2 separate regions of the Capsicum annuum genome follow, and region 1 is linked to region 2. Evidence: chromatin contacts called from public Hi-C data. All regions are on one chromosome and are shown on one strand. Each heading gives the region's core, a stretch centred on a gene start, on an enhancer-like site or on the middle of the called end of the contact. The rest is flanking DNA. Distances are from core to core; before and after follow the strand shown.

The links. Hi-C and Micro-C count contacts between places; a contact is called where the count stands out from the background.
Region 1: a contact with region 2 is called in a Hi-C map of leaf, with 2.7 times the contacts expected there. The contact joins the promoter of LOC107871973 here to the promoter of LOC107870975 in region 2. A contact is called at or near these places in 2 of 5 Hi-C or Micro-C datasets (leaf and placenta).

Annotation. Positions count from the first base shown.
Region 1 is chr5:182,497,013-182,499,766 of UCD10Xv1.1, reverse strand. LOC107871973 reads right to left here and starts at 1,354. Exons shown (of 1, transcript XM_016718810.2): 1 at 545-1,354. The coding sequence starts at 1,206. The coding sequence ends at 715.
Region 2 is chr5:182,310,161-182,312,932 of UCD10Xv1.1, reverse strand. It overlaps LOC107870975 (homeobox-leucine zipper protein ATHB-6), which reads right to left and starts at 1,373. Exons shown (of 2, transcript XM_047413285.1): 1 at 973-1,373. The coding sequence starts at 1,039.

The DNA of each region.
Region 1 (2,754 bases), core at 105-2,604, 190 kb before region 2:
AGAGGTTGCCCGTGTACGTTATATGTCTCCCTCCATTTTGACCCACTTTTTTCCGTGAAGTTTCAGAATTATGGGATTGCTACATTTTATCAATACAAAGTTAGAGCAATATTGAATCATTGAAAAGTAGCTGCAGTAACTAATAGCAGAGCAGAAAAAACTGAAAAAGAAGGGGCAAATTTGTCATTTAACAAATTAATACATGTATTAAAATAGTGTGTATTATTAATACATGAAAAATGATGTGTATTATTAATACATATTTCAATACATAATAGAGGATATAACTAATGCAAACATTAGTAATACATAAGCTAACAAATGTACCAAACAATGTATTAGTAATACACATTAATTAATGCATGCATTAATTTTTTCAATACACTCTACCAATTAACGAACCCTAAATGAGTCTAAATCCCAAAATCATCACTAACAAGTAGCTAGTACAAATTAAGTGCTTACCTAACTCATTTCCTAACCTTTTCTTGAAGAGCTTTCTCCACCATGTATACCAAGAATTTTACCCTAATCAGATCACGACTTGTAAAAATCAAAAACTCTATATATGTACATTCATAGCAAGTATAAATAGATAACATGTAAAAGAGACTGATGATATATAACTTATCACATCCGGTATAATTTTACGAGTAACGTAAAAATATTTTACATTGTCAACACATATGAGTTAAATCTTTCTATTATAGATGATCAACGCACGAGATTAATAACCCTTTTGGATCTTTTACCCGTTGACCTCATCAACCTAGACCAAAACCCTTGTTTATTTTTCTTTTCTCTTGCAACAAAAGCTATTGATCTACTCTTCTTCAATCCTCCTCCGGCGTCAGCCCCCATGATGCCGATGAAAGAGAAGGGGCCCACAACATCGGACGTGATCCTGCGGTGGCCACGAGCACGGCCACCGCAGGGAGAATCACAAGTGGAAGAATATGTAGAGGAAGACAAAGACGAATAAGTACATGATGAAGATATTGTTGATATTGTTGGTGTTGTTGAATTAGAAGAAAGAATTATGAGTCTTTCTCTAAGACAACAAGAACATACTCCTGGCTGTTGCTTTTGATCTGGATGCTTCTCGCATAGAACTTGTGGTTCAACAAAAACCATTTTTGATAATTGGTTTATAAGACACTGTCTTGGACTATAGCTTATAATGAAATGACTAATGACATACTGCATGTAATATAAGGGGATGTATAGAGATAAGATATAGTATATATACAAACAAAATAGAGTGGATGTCGTTGGGTCGGGTGGGTTTAGGGTGTGGTGTGGTTTGGGGTTGTTGAGGTTGGGGACCTCTGATGATGAAAGAAGGATCCAAGAAAGTAGGTATATATCAACAACATCTAAGAGTCAACATTTTCATGAATTGTGAAATTTACAATCCTTTGTGCTTACTGGTTCAAGATATATAAATATATAATTTAGAGTGAATTTCTTTATACAAATATAGAGTCTGAACTAAATTATTTAAACTCTATGGAACTTGCAGCATGTAGTGTAAATTCGGCCATGGTGTCATGGATGAGTTCTTGAATAGTGTAGATTTTGGATGATGGAAAATTAGAATGAACCCTTCGTGCCACTAGCTAGCTGTGACCTGTGCACAAGAAAGTCAAGGAGAACGTGTGTCAAAGGATGAGTTGTATTGGGCAGTGTGAAAATTGGAATTTGTGACTTGTTTTAGCAGAATTCATTAAAGTACAGGGACAAGTGTGGGGCACGACGTTACCGACTTTTCTTCTCATTTTATGATCACTCCCACGGTTACGTCTCCCTGAAATATTCTTTTTGTGTTTAACTCTTACATCCAAAAAGGTCTAATTTTTTTTATTTCTTTTATTTTAAAATAATTGATTTTTTAAATACTTTTTTTATTTAATTATCTTTTTTATAAAATTAAGAGATTTTTTTTAATTTTATCCTTGTCATTATATGATTAAATAAAATATATATATAATTAAATTTATATTTTTAAAACATAATTAATAAGATTAATTTACTAAAATAAATTTCTAATAAATATTTTTTAAATAAGAGTGTAAAGTTAAAAAAAAATCAACTATTTTAAAATGGAGGAAGTAAAAAATAAATAAGTTATTTACTTTTTATAGTTAATATGTCTAAGATTAATTAAATACTTTCTCTGTCTTATTTTAGTTGGGCATATTTCATTTTACATGGTGATTAAAAATTAAAAATTGAATGACTTAACTTTATTATTTTACTCTTTACTCATATTACTAGTATCTATTAGGCATAGGAATGAATATAGAAATATAATTGTCCATATTTACTGTATACGATTAATTATAGGTGTAAAATGAGAAAAAATAATTAATTCTATTATGATTTAGTAAGTAATTAATTAATATGAATCATTTTACTTTAAGTAAGATGATCAACTAAAATGGGACGAAGAAAATAATTGTTTGAAGTGACAAAGTATACCGACATACGTCCATAATATGAAGTTAGAACTTACTTGATCAATTATGTAAATTTAATAAAATTGCGATAATAGTTATAACAAGAGCTAAATTAAGCCTGTCAAACGGGCTGATCTGACCCAATTCGGCTCAGCTCGGTCTATTTATAAAAATTGGCCCGATTTAATCCGGCCCGATCAGCCCACGAGCTGTAGAATACTGAATATATATATATATATATTGTAGTAAATTTTATTTAAAGTACTACATATATATTGAATGGTGCGTATATATG
Region 2 (2,772 bases), core at 124-2,623:
AATAAAGGGCTGCCCCATGTCCATGCCCAGAAAATATTTGATCAAGCTCATGCTGATGAGCTGAGATTGGATATGGGATTTATCAATTGTGAAAAACTTTTCAAGAAGTTCCACGTTGGACACTGTTGACTAGCATATTTCAGCCTTACATATTTCAATTGTGAAAAAATTTCAAGAAGACAGAAGGATGAAGAACAACTTGTACAAGGAGCAGAAAAGAAGACAACGAAAGAGGAAAGGAGCAGAAAAGCTTCGAAAGGAAAGAGAAAAGAGCAAGGAAAAAGAAGCTTTGAAAGAGTAAGATTAGATTAAACAAAATTATACAGGGTATAGTTAAAAAAAAAAAAAAATCATGCCATAACACTAACTTGATGGTTCAACAAATTAATTAATTTCATGATTATCAAATCATAAAATAATATCATACCATACTATCTTTTTTAGAAAATAATTAAAACAAACATAATTTTTACAGTAATCATACCATACCATTGAAAACCACAATCCAAACAAACTGTAAAATGCTTTAATTGTGTCAAATTCTATGCATCACCGTAGAACTCAATAATTTTAGTTCAAAACTTCTATATTTTTTTTTAAGAAATTTATTTATCGTAACTCAAGTGAATTAGAAATTGGACATGTTATTATCAAAAATACTCCTTTTAAATTATTCGTCTTAAATTAAGATGACTTATTGAATAAGAAAAATAATTAATAACATGTCTAATTTATTATAATAAACCTATTATATGATGTTTACAATTTAATTTTTTTAAAAAATAATTAATACAAGATATAAAATATGAAAAAAAAAAATTATCTTATCTTGATTAATGAAAAAAATAAATATAATGAGACATTAAATTAGAAAATTTGAAACAAAGGAGTCATTATCTCACGAAAACATTAAAAAAAAATTAAAATAAAAAGGTGAAAATTTCAAGGGAATTTAAATAATTAACTAAGCACCTGTAGTGTTTTGACACATGGACATCAATGGTGCACCCAAGGAATCAGTACTACGAGTTCTCTTCATGATGATTGCACTTTCTTTCTTGAATTAATGAAAGTTCAATTATTATTTTTTTGAATCAAGTAAGAAAATTGTACAAGATATTAAATGAGAAGAAAATACATAATTCTCCTTTTCAATTAATTCCTCCACTTCTAAACCCATGGTTTTAAGAAAGGAAGTAAAAGATTTTAAGTTAAATACACAAATTCATTATGTCACAAACCATTTTGTGATGCACATAAAAGTGTAGAAGAAAATGCTGTGTACATATTTAGAAAGAGAAAAGTTGAAATGAAGAAGAAAATGGAAAGAAGAAACCAGAAGAAATTAGTTCACAACAAAGGTGGCCTAGCTTATTTTTTTCTCTCTTTAAATAATAACAAATCTGGGGTCAGATGTAGGGTTAGAATCTGACTAAGGTTAGGTACACTTGCATTTTGTGTTTTTGGGTAAATGAAATGAACTTCAAATTCAGTGCAAATGCAACTTGATTTGTAATAAACTTGACTTTTCCTAAGGAGATATTTTATTTTCGGTCTCTAATTATCTATCGCATTGTTTTTATGGGAGTTTTACATAGATTTCGACTAATTTATTCATAGTTATATTTTATTTTAATTTTTTTTAAAATTTTATAAAATATTCATTTTTAATTTTTCAGATACATAATTAAAAGAGATACATGATTAATGTTATATCTTAAGAAATAACTAATTCGTTGTAATTATAAAAAATAACAGTAATTAACTCACTCAAAGAGTAATTTACTTTGTAGATCTTCTAATTAACATCTAAATATCTCAAAAAATTGATATTTAGTTAATAATACAATTTTTTCGAAATATTCTTCTTCATGTTCAACTTCCAGATTCATTCTTCTTTAGTTTTTTTTTTCTTGGTGTTATTTTTCTTTTTCAATTTTTTGCAATAAATTTTAAACCTTGAAAAAAAATATACAAATATTGATTAAAAACGTATCATGATAAGACATGATGTATCAGTATAAAGAATAAGATTTGAAATACAAAGATACTCAATAAAGTTCCCATGTAATGATACAAAAGGAGTAAACATTCTTATGACACTGTACGCTCCGAAAAAATAGGAAAACCCCTAATTTGCCTATACAAATTTTAGCCGGAAATAATGATCGCGACGACCGTCGGTCATCCTCCAATGACGGAGACTAGTCAACTAGCTACACCTAGTGATCATGCTCTAAAAACTTCTTTTGCAACTTTGTTCCAAAGCACCAGCAAACCTCAGAAACCTGTACCAATGAAAGAAATATCTTATTTGCATGGGGAACCACGTATTATTTGAGAGAAGGAAGAGATCAACCAAATTATTATTAATGGAGATCTTCAAAACGCTATTATTGAAAAAAATTCATATGGATGGCCAAAAATAGAGAATTTAAGGCGCTTAATCTCAAAACAATGTGATTTGAAGGGAGAAGTTAACATAGGGCTTTTAAACAATAGATATGTCTTAATAAGGGCTACAAAGATTAAAGACTATGTCCATTTGCTATCAAAACCACATTTCTGTATCACCAAAAATTATTGGTCATATTCAATGAGAACTCTGAAATAGAATTCAATGTTCAATCCGAAAGAGGAAACAACTACTGCAATAACATGAATACCCTTTCCTTCACCACCCCCTAATTTCTTTGCAAAGAAAGTTTTTTTACACTAGCAGCAACAGTTGGGAAGCCTTTGCAGGTAGATTTAGCTACTAAAAATAAAACA